2 separate regions of the Mus musculus genome follow, and region 2 is linked to region 1. A link is a contact called in public Hi-C data. All regions are on one chromosome and are shown on one strand. Each heading gives the region's core, a stretch centred on a gene start, on an enhancer-like site or on the middle of the called end of the contact. The rest is flanking DNA. Distances are from core to core; before and after follow the strand shown. Region 1 overlaps Gm32014 (predicted gene, 32014). Region 2 overlaps Pgr (progesterone receptor).

Region 1 (5,733 bases), core at 3,155-5,654:
AGGAATGAGACACAGTCAATGCTTGCGTTTCCCCTTTCCTTGAAGTGCCTATAGATGCAGCTTCATCTTCCCAGTGGATGCTTTAGAAAGAGCTGATGAATAAAGTGAACAGGAGCTGGCTTTAAGTAGCTGTTACAGGTGTAAAGGGAAGATATTGATGGCAAGATACTGAAGATCTGCTCGTGGATGTCACTGTCTCCCATCAGTGCAGTGTTTCTGCTCTGCCATCATTAACTTAGAAAAATAACTACTTAGGCTTGGACAACTTCCTGCAGGGGTAAGTTAGGGGGTTGACGCAGGCAGAAGAAAGAGCAGCAGAGATGACCTAATGGCTTTTCCATAACTAGCTTGATTGACTGTAAAGAAGGAACGGCTTGTCCTTTGTAGCATGGGCACCGCAATTCATGACAGCTATAGGCCATGTATCTATTTTTCTGTTTGACAGGGACAAAGAGTTGTTGGTGACTGGTATGAGCCCAGAATGGCTCCTTCACAATGTGATGACCAGGATGGAGGCCTGGTTTTCTTGAGTGAGCTGTAAAGAGGGTCAGGTGTGTGGCTGTTTGCTTGTCTCGGCTAGAGTTAACCGGGCTCTAACTGCAGATGGGAAAATGAAGACCAATGTTTCTAAACACACTGGAGTGAATTTTCTTCAAAGGATAGAAAGAAATGGAAAGCAAAGGAAAATTAATACCTTTCTTACCTGTCTCCATGCCCAGCAAGGCCACCTTCAATTCATTTGCATCTTAGTAATATCCTCTGAGCTCTTATCAAGTGCCCAGCTGTGTGCTAGGCACTGAGGGCTGAGAGGGATATGACATGCTTCCTGCCCCTCCACAGTTAGCTTAAAACAGAAGATAAATGGCTAATTAATGTGCTTGCTAGTTACATATCTATGCATAAGACGGCAGCCCAGAGCATGACTGAGAGTGGGATTTACTTTCTAGCTGATAGATAAGGCAGATTATATATATATATATTATATTATATAGATAAGGCAGATTATAACTGAAGGAGATACACCATAGTGAGGAATGCAAATAGATTTCCAGCAAGAAAGCCCAATTTCTCCCACCTGTGAACTTCTTTGAACAGTATTGACGGGTAAATGAAAGTCTCACATGTCTTGAATCTCCAGTACTAAGAGGCAAGCCTGCCAAGAGCTGTCATATTTTTGTTCTTTAGAGAATATACTCAGCCTCACTGTGATATTAGAGCTTGCAAGTGAAACTTTATTTCATCTCATTGTTATTATTATGTAGACTTGCAAGATTTTCTATGGGTTATAAGATTTACCTTTGGGCACAAAGAATATTCTAGGAAATGTAATCAGCTAGAATGCCCGTGTCTTTGCAGGCCAGGGCTGTCAATGTTTCCCTTGGCAAAGAGGTCATTGAAGAACCCTGGGTACCCAAGCCATAAGGCAAGGTGTGGCAAAGGCAAAGACAGGATTTTTCTGCCATGCTCTAATTCTGAACATGGCTATTCATCTAGTGTTTATTTACTAGGAATATTTTCTTTTTAAAAGTATTTATTTAAATATATATATATATATATATACATCTGCATGTATGTATGTGTATCATGTGTGCTCGTATGACTGGCAGAGGCCAGAAGAGGACATTAGATTTCCCTAGAACTGGAGTTAAAGCAAGTTGTGCACCACCTGGTGGGTACTGGGAACTGTGTCTTTGTTCTCAGCAAGAGCAGCAAGGGTTCTTAACCCTCCAGCCTCTTGAACACTTTCTTAAATTTGTCTCATGTCTGCACAGTTTTATAAACACTTTCCTTTGCTCCCTGTTGCACCCTCACAAACAGTTCTCTTTACATGTGCCCACAAAGGGGACAGAGAAAGAAGGTCGATGGTTTTATGTAGAATGGCCACATGCTTCAGTTTAGGGGAGCATGTAAAGAATGAGCAATATATGTGGAGAAATAAGCCTGGTGTGTCTTGATACACCTATGTTCTTATACAGAGGTCTTGGCCCCAGATCCTTAATAGGAGTAAGTGAATGATAAAAACAGAAATATAACCAGTGAAGCAAAACTACAGTGGTCCAGGAAGAAAGTTAACAGAAACTTTTAAAAATTATGCAGCAACAAATATTCTACACTAAGAGAATGGTTCCCTTTATGATCCCACAGAGCCCTTTGTGGTTGGTTAATCTTATGGAACTGACTTTGGAGTTAGGAAAAGTAAAATTATTGAATTATGTACAACTGTTGTACTGAGTCTCAAGACTGTAAGAAAACCACCAGCGAGAGTAACTCTCCAAAATCCTTGATCTCTGGATTAATGGCATCAACCAAGCACTGAAATGTTTTAAATTTGATTCAGGCTGTTTTCTCTGCCTACGTTTACTATACCCATTAATGTGGGAATGAAAGCCAAATATCAGAGAGCAATATGAAAGATGATTTCCCTGTCTCCAACTCTCCAGCTATGTCATTCTAAGTTCTGCTTAGCCCACAGAACATACCAGGAGGCCTCTGCATGCAAGTGACAGAGTCTGGCTTGATGAACACTGTGTGACAATATGCAATAGATTAAAAGATAAGCAACCACTCAGGAGGCCTGCAAACAGAAGGGCCATGTGGGCTCAGGGTATGGTGGTGTGTCACACAAACAGGAACACTTTCCTTAACAAGAGCTTGGAAGTGTTAGTGTTACCAGAGGAGACACCAGGGATATAATCCAATCTTTTCCTTGCAAAAAGAATTCAAGCTGTGACCTGATTGTTCTCAGTCACCATGAGCTCTGTTTTTGATGAGTTACAACTGAAGCTTGAGGAGGGGGAGTAAAAATAATAGTCTGCGTCTCATACTCTGGATCTGGTAATGTCTGAAAGTAAAGCAGGGCCCGAGAGTTAAACACTCTAATGTGACCATAGAAGCAGCTGGCACTTGAAAATCAAATCATTTCCTGTGTAGAGGTCTCTGACAGCAGAACACTCCATGTAGGGTAACAGGGAAGGACCTCTCGGTTTGCTCTCCCTATCAGCCCTAGGCTGTGAGCCCATCCCCAGGCATGACGAGGACAAAGGTTTTCTGGAGAATAATTAACCCCATACACTTTTACAGAATCTACTCATAAATGCTTTGGACACTACACCTCCCCCCCTTTAAAGATGCTGAAAATTTCTGACGTCAAAATATTTTTAACTTTTTTATCCATTTCACATTAATGCATGCTTTCTCCATGTATTGAACCATGGACATGTTTGGCTGAACAAATAAAGCCTTAAGAAACCTACTTCCATGATACCCATTTTGGGAAGGGCAGTGTCAGGTAAGGCAGTGTAATGCAGAACACGTGTAAGAATGCCTGGTGTGGGGCTGGAGCTTAGTTCAGGTGGTGGAATGCTTGCCCAGAACTCATAAGGCACTGGATTCACTCCCCAACACTAAAGGAGTAGAGGCAGGAAGATCAGAAGATCAAAATTATCCTTGGCTCATAGGAAATCAGAGACCTGAACTATAAACAAAACATGATCTAGATGGTATGGCATGGACCTTCCGTGAATACTGTGCTGAATGTAGGCAAGGTGGACTAGGGGTTGTTTGTCTTTTGCATTTGTGCTTCATATCATCACACTGCACATTACATACACAGGTGATATCATCTGCAAATTTCAAACAAAGAAATGGAATTGAAGAGGCAAAACACAATTATTTCTACTTAAAATTGAGAGTGTGTGTTTTTTTTTAATTAAGACAGGGGTGTAATTTTAGCTCACATATAAAGTGTTTGGCACAATGGGACTCTCATTTATAGATATTTCCATTAAGCTCCCAAACACCACTTCCTTTTAAATCACAAGGCCAAGAGGGTAAGGGCAGTGATCTAAAACCTTATTAAGACCACACAAAGATTAATCTGGGGTGGGCTGTATTTGGGAATAGGCCGTATGGCTCCCTCATGGGTCATTTATAACCTATTAAGAATGAACTGAAGGAAGGGTGGAAGGGAGAGATACAGTTGTGCACACAGAGAGACCACACAGAAACATAGTCTGAAAGCTTTGTTTTGTTTTCCTAGTTGTCAGATGATTTAAAAACTGATTTTGGATAGGAATATGAGAGTAGAATTTATTCTTAAATGTATATTCTCCCGGGAAAGGGAAGAGCCTTGGGACATATAATTTGATAGGGTTGATGTGGGACAGAAACCTCTGTTCTTTTCTTTTCTTTTCTTTTCTCTTCTTTTCTTTTCTTTTCTTTTTCTTTTTTTTTTTTTTAAACCTCATTTCTTGAAGCAATGAATTAGAGAGCTGGATACAAATTACAGGAAAAAAAAATGTACTAAAGAAACCAGGACTTGGAGGGTGTGGTGATACATGCATGGTATCTCATCCCTTAAAAGACTGAATCAAGAGTTAAAGGTCAGCTGAGCTCATACTGAGCTCTAGGTCAGCTTGGACCACAGAAAGAGAGACTTCGAAAGAGCAGTGGTGGAGAAGTCAGGACAGAACAGGGTGGGAGGAAAGGAGATGGGAAAAGAAAGAAGTAAGGGAAGGGAAAGTAGAGAAGAGGAGGGGAATGAGGGTGGGGAGGGGAAGAAGAAAGGAAAGCAAGTCCTTAGACTGTTTTTTTTTTTTAACTTTTTCCAATTTTTTATTAGGTATTTCTTCATTTACATTTCAAATGCTATAGAATGTTTCCCTTTGTCAGCTTGGAAGCACCATAGGCAGATACTAAAGCAAGCTTTCATGTACAAAATAAACAAACAAACAAAAAAAATCATTGAGTGGTCTTCTATAAAGACAAAGGTGGGGGCAGGGAGAGGGATGAAGAGGGCCCACAGAGATGGGCAGCTATGACAGAGGGAAGGGAACTCACAGCAGCAAGCCGCTACACACTTCTCTCTGTGCAGTGCCTTATGGGTCCATGGGGAATGCTGGAGGACCAGTCAGGAAGCTATCTGGAAATGGAAGAGTGACGGTGGCCTTGGTTAAGATGATGGCTGGAAACTTAGAAAGATGCACATGTTCCAAAAGTCTGAGCAGAGTCAGTTGAATGGAAGGAAGGAAAGGAGGGGAGGACAGAGGAAAAGATGGTCAATGGGTCCCATCCCTTCACTGGTCACTCCTTTGTCTTCAGAGATTCTGCACTGGGCCTGGCTTGTGTTTTGTGGGCTGTTTTATTGTGGAGAGATCCTGATGAAATATAGGTTACTTGTTGAGTGTGCTATTTAAGAAATAACGGTCATATACATTATGTAGGTGGAGAAATTGATAGGGAAATTAAGAAATTTGAATAAACTACAGTTCTTCATTTTTATTAAGATGGGCTTTAGTGAATGGATCACCAGGGTTCTGAGAACTCATTCAGTGAGCAAGCTGGGGAAGGACCCTTCCCTCAGGAGAAGAGCAATGCAAACCCTTGACCCTAGTCACAAGGGCTGTAGACAATCCCTGACTTGTTTGATAAGAGCATATGCCCATGTGGATGAATTTGAAATGACTTTTAAGCTCATAAAAGCATATTAGTGAAAAAAAGCGTAGCCCTTACAGCACATTAGACATCCAATGGTCTGGATCTCCCACAGCTGTGTGGTAATACATCTCAAATTGTCGTCATGCTTCCTAAGTATTCAAAACGTGCTACTCACTTGTTCTTTGCACTAAAGCTTTCTGTGGGTGACCCAGACAGACGGTTTCTTGATCACCTCTGGGAGTCTGTCGTAACGCTTACACATCACACAGAAATTACTGGGTTTGTGCCCAGACTCCC
Region 2 (5,749 bases), core at 1,073-3,572, 260 kb after region 1:
GAACATGACATGAGCAAATGGAAGTTATCTCATCTCCAAATCTTTTAATCTACAATTCCAACTGCCGAGACTCCATGCCTGTGTAGTCATCATAACCTTTATCTCCACTCTGAAGACCATGCTCTTTGGGTTGCTCTAAACTAAAATAAAAGCTTAAGAACAAAGGAAATACTTGAAGCTTAGATGATTTTGTTTACTGACATATTTAAAAAAAAAAAAAAAGAAAAATGATTTGTGTCTAAAGAGATGTCATGCCCAGTATTGTTTTGTGGAACTATTTTGTTTCTGGTGTATAAACACATGGCATGTTTAGTTAGGCAATGCTTTTCCATTGTACTTTTTCACACTTAACTTTAAGTTTTACTATTGTACATTGTATGAAATAAAATATTTTTAAATAGCCACAGTAAATCAACTTGTAACTTCTAAATTATTGCCAACTATAGTGATAGACTTAATGATGTATATAAAGGGCTATCCTATGATTACTCACTTCTTGGTTACTTGCTGGCTACATGAGTGTAATATAGAGCTATTTCATTAAACTTTACCCAACTGCTTTGCAAATAATAAGCACACGATATATATCTGTACACATATATAGAGATGTTCAGAAATAGCATTTCCGTAATTTCATCTTCATTATGCCATAATTTTGTTATAACCTTGCCATGTTAATCTGTTCTAGTCACTAGTGAAACCTGGGATCTGGAAAATCTGATTATTTTCCTTCTCCCACTGTTTACTATGAAATATTTTTATCAATTCAATGTGTGTTTATTTATTTTCCTGAATAAAATGTAGTTTTTTGAGTTTAGGGCCTAATGTATAAGAAATCTAAAGAGCATATCACCCTTTGCTTATAATATCTAATAGAACCAGTATTAATTTTTGACATTTCCCACAAACTCTTAAATATCCTATGCAGAGCAGAGCACAGCTCTCTAACAAACTGTATGAAAAGTTATTCTTCTCTTCATCTATACCAACTGACAATGGGATCCAAAACTTATGATACAATCAACTCCCCAAATAGTATTATTCTGATTATAAGAACTTTCCCCGCCCACTGGATCTGGTAGCCTTAATTCCTTTGATAACTGCTACAATTTCTGTTTTTGCTAGGAACAATTGGATCATCTCTGTTTTTCCTTGTTAATCACATTCCAGGCTGGAATATGAACCCTTTAAATCTCTTTAAAACTCTGTAGCCTCATGTACAAGAAGCACTCAAGACTTAAGAATATTTTTTCACAATTTTTATTCCATATTTTTAAAATACATCTTTATTTTTTATTGCATAGTTCAGCAACCACTCTCTTTAGGATAGACTGAGTTGGACAAGAGGAAGACACTAAGGAAGGCATAACTTTCTTTTTCCTATGATCTGCCTTTTAGATATAGAAAACATATTCATCTCTTAAATTCCAAAAGAAATCCAAAGGTGGATACTCTAGGAAAAGACTGTCAACTCCCAAGTTGCTCACACACACTCACCAGGTCATGACATAATTTTCATTAGCAGAATATCACCAGGAGTCCATGATGGTACTCTTGTCTTTATTTGGGGATGGGCACCAAGTTCACTGTCTACCTCTACCTTCAGTCTACCACTTCTTTAGTATAACATTGTTTCATACCCTCTGGCCTTTAAACTAAAATTGAGTGAAAAGCCATAGAGCATCTAACTGTCCATCCACAGGATGGAATACAGTTGGATAGGCATTGTGCTCCACATCATGATATGAATCGAAGTTCAACAAGACCTAGATAGCCAGATTCAGGTTGAATTCCACCTTTAGTTAGACTCATGGTTGGGGGAGACCCTGCAGACTACCAGTTTCTCAGACCTAACATTCACCAAAGTTAGTTCTTCAAAACTGAATCTAAATGTTGTGTGTGTTAGTGCCTTCCTGGACCCCAAGGACTATGTAGGCTGAAGCAGGATTGCACAATCTAAACCAGCCTGGGCCACACAGTTAGACTTTGTCTCCATTTTAAGATAAAATGCAAAGAGTAGTCTCCTTTATTCTTCTCTTCCCTGGAAGAATTTAAGAGTTTATGAGGCATTAATGACGAGTTAAATAACAGCAAGAGCCTGGTTACTGCAAAGGGAGGGGAGCAGAGGATTGCTCTCCTCCTAGAGTTGACAGCATTCCAAAGCAGAGCTCTGGGCCTGACTGGAGGCTGCTCCCAGGCTCCTTCAAGCTCCGTGCAGCTGGGGAGTCTGGAAAACTCTTACAGGATTGCTGGATGAGTCCCAGAATGTCGACCTCATTTTCGATTTACTGGACTGGTTGCCTCATGTCACGCTGACCTTATTGTTAAACACAGGTTTGTTTGCCTTCTTACGACTCATGGCGAAATGGGGGAAAGCATTACTTTTAAGCTGGTTGAAAGCTTTTAACTGACAGGGCACTTTCAGAGAAATGTGAAGAGACCAGCCATGAAAGGCCACTCTGCTCATTACTTCCAGGAAGCTGCAGTATTATTAACTCTCGGAGTGACATCAGTGTCATGGCCCATATTTAGACCAATATAAGTAAAATATGCAAGCCGCATTGTAAATAGTTTTCAGGAATACATTGTACTTTATTTTTAAATTGTCTTTTGAAATTGCTCAACCCCAATAGTAACCAATTTTTCAGACATTACTGTAAATGAAACCTGTTTAAATATGATTTTCTTTTGTAGGGTATATAAGAAGCTTAACACTTGGTTACTTTTCTTTTGAGTTTTCATGATTAGCTATTTCATTCAGTAGTGGCTTAAAGTGTTTTGTCACTGGAGGTAACTTTTGTTGTCTTCCTTGCTCCAGGAAGATTGATTTTAAAGTATCTGTTCATCAAACTGTGTTTCTATTACATATGCAGCTGTTTTGTTTTTTAATGTCTTCTTCAAATTCATATTACTTAGAGTTACTGGACCATGCAGCAATATATTTGGTGTGATTGGATTTTTAAATGTAGACTTAACTTGGTAAACACAATTTTTTAACTTTTTAAAATAGGAAAACGGCCAATGAACTCCTATCATAGCTTTTCTGAACTCAGTTGTCAACTAGAGTATTAGCTTTTATTCCTGAGGGCTTTATGACTTATAAGAGAAACAGAAAGAAAAGAACCTGCGAGTGAATAGCAGTATACCCTATAGCTGTCAAAAACAGAGATGCACCCTGCTCAGTCTCCACTGGGTAGAAACTCTACCTAGAATTTCAGACGGTAAGCAGAGATAGACAGACTGCCTTCTGCGGCCATCATTTTCATCTGTACTATGTCTCCTTTTGATCTAAATATTCTGTGTATTTTAACTCTTCTGGGGTAATCATTGCTCCAAGAAAAATAAGAGAGGTGTGACATCTAATTTTAAAGTATTTCAAAAGAACAACAACAATTAAAAAAAAACAATTTTTCCAAATTGATGCTTTGAAACAAATAGAGGAAACGTGTAAGAACTTGGAAAAAAGAGGTGTGGCTTACTAGGTCAGTTGGAAAGTTCATTGACATAAAAGCAGATATCATCCTCTTAATTACTGAGCAACATCCATGACAGGATGATACAAACCCCAAAAGGTGATGTGCCAGGTCAACAACATGAGAAATGTTCGAAGAATTACCAGTCATTATGCAAACATAGATTGTAAATAAGCCCAGAAAATGCTCTGTGGTGTTTAAGGATTTCATTGTTCTAATTGGAGGCTACATGGTTTAGGGGGAAAGTCACCAATCCATATCTCTGCCTAGATGTCAACTAATTGAGGTTTGTTGTTGTTGTTGTTGTTGTTTGGTTTGGTTTGTTTTTAAGATCTTAATATTTCCCCTTAAAACAAAGAGAAAAATGCTAAAAGCAAATTATCTCTTCTGACTCCCACAGTCAATCAAAGCACCAGGTTTAACTCTGAAACTACCAACTTTCTAAAGAGTTTATTTCAATGTGTCATTGTCAGTTCAGTTACCTATTTAAGTATAGGGAAAATATGCCCAGAACACAGAACCGAAATGATGGTGGTGGTGTGGTGGTGGTGGTTGTGGTGGAGGTGGTGTGGTGGTGGTGTGGTGGAGGTGTGGTGGAGGTGTGGTGGAAGTGGTATGGTGATGGTTATGGTGGAGGTGGAAGTAACAATGGTGAAGTTGAGAAGCATTACTTTAGGCATCATCCCATTCTCAACTGGAAGACATCACCCTGCTGGACTGTAGCAGTACCCAGTTCTCTCTTCTCTGGTTTACAGTTGGGTGGAGAGGAAAGATGGATAATCAAAGATCTGGGTATTACACAGTGAAAAAAGGGAGAGTCAAGAACACATAGGAAATTTTTATAATAGCAGATTCCAAAGTGAGTCAAGACATCCTGAAAAACATGTAAAGTAGTTGAGGAATTAGCTTAGCTAGCATTCAATCAAGAAGAAGGGAAGAGTCCTCCAATCTTGTAAACAATAGAGGCACAAACTAAAAGAAAAAATACACGGACATGGTGCTGCCAGAGAGCGTGGAGCCAAAACTGATGTGACAGAATGAAATCCAAGTCCCAAATATATATGGTCTTGTGTACCATAGTATCGCATGAAAATGTAGCTCTACATGAAAAGAGTGTCCTCTGTGTGATGCTCTAGAAGATGTTCTCCGTAGTACAGACAATGGGGTTAGGGAGGACTCATCCTGGAGGCAGGGAGCATGTTTTGAAGGAAGTTGCAATATTCTGAGCAAATGATGGGTCATAAACATAAAGAGCTGGGGTGATCGTGACCTCCTTAGTTTTCCAGAAGGCTTTGTGAGACATTACCAAGAGGCACTGACAGAATGACGACAGTAGATGAACACACAGATAACCTGCTGGACACCAGACCAGATGCCTCATTGTTTGGCTTCTGTGTTGAAACCAAAAATCCTTGTCATAAAGAATATAAAACTAAGAAACTTTGGTTTTACCAACCACTAAAATCCAGATGAGCACCCAAAGAAACTGTACTCCTCCTCCAACATCCCCAGAGCTGCAAGTACCTGCAACCTCAAACCCCTGGTGTAGGCACTGAGGCAAGGCCAGAAGAGCTCCAGACTTAGCCAATGGGACAGAGATACACTGATTTGCCAACAAATACAAAACAAGCACGTCCAATGTGTAGCTACTACCCAGTAGTGTGGCAGTATAGGGTAGGAATAAAAAGATCAAATATCTATACGGGATCTTGCCTCATGAACCATAGGAGGAGTCTGCGGGGTAAGAAGGAAGCCGATGGGTGGTAGGCTGGGAAGGAAATGTGTCAGTCTAAGGAACGTCCAGCTCTCTTAGTTTAATGTATCCTGCGTTCTGTTGGTTTCTATCAAGTTCTCATCTCCCATCTTATTACTACTCACAAGAGCATAGTGAGGAGAGGGAGAAGCTGACTGTGATCTTGGTACCAGAGGGAAGTAGGGATTCCCAGCCACTCTTCTCTCACTACTTCACTTTCTGGCAATTACTAAGCCTGATCATAAATGCAACAGGATCATGACAATTAGAAATCCATGACTTTTGAATGTCTCAGGAGCATCAGCACCATGGAGCACTTTGACTACTGGCTTGATGCTTCCTATTCTTTACTGGCTTGACAGATTTCTGCTATAGGAGCTGGTTTCACTGTCTGGACTCTGCTACAGGGTCATTTTGTCCTTTCAAGGGAACTGTGGTTTTCAGTATCTGCTATATCCTCTCCACACTGGAAGCAGACAGAATGTAGGTGTCTCAAATATGCAGACTTTACAGCTTTATAGGA

The links. Hi-C and Micro-C count contacts between places; a contact is called where the count stands out from the background.
Region 2: a contact with region 1 is called in a Hi-C map of uterus, with 3 times the contacts expected there. The contact joins two enhancer-like sites. A contact is called at or near these places in 22 of 39 promoter capture datasets (the 3T3-L1 cell line, 3T3-L1-derived adipocytes, the C10 cell line and 14 more), 9 of 15 datasets of contacts at CTCF or cohesin (the G1E-ER4 cell line, embryonic stem cells, hippocampal excitatory neurons and 4 more), 194 of 484 Hi-C or Micro-C datasets (the AML12 cell line, B cells, the Ba/F3 cell line and 81 more), 17 of 115 datasets of contacts at active chromatin or transcription factors (astrocytes, bone marrow-derived dendritic cells, embryonic stem cells and 7 more) and 1 of 9 other capture datasets (embryonic tail).

The regions. Positions count from the first base shown.
Region 1 is chr9:8,701,162-8,706,894 of GRCm38.p6, forward strand. All of the region lies in intron 3 of Gm32014 (predicted gene, 32014), which reads right to left. Among named protein-coding and RNA genes, the nearest start is that of Gm32014, 37 kb to the right of the region's middle. Within about 2 kb of position 4,405, at least 4 of the 459 cell types and tissues checked have an H3K27ac peak or open chromatin away from gene starts, as enhancers often do. A contact at or near this core is called in uterus, where this site is marked.
Region 2 is chr9:8,968,204-8,973,952 of GRCm38.p6, forward strand. Pgr (progesterone receptor) reads left to right here. Exons shown (of 8, transcript NM_008829.2): 8 at 1-408. Among named protein-coding and RNA genes, the nearest start is that of Pgr, 71 kb to the left of the region's middle. Within about 2 kb of position 2,323, at least 24 of the 459 cell types and tissues checked have an H3K27ac peak or open chromatin away from gene starts, as enhancers often do. A contact at or near this core is called in uterus, where this site is marked.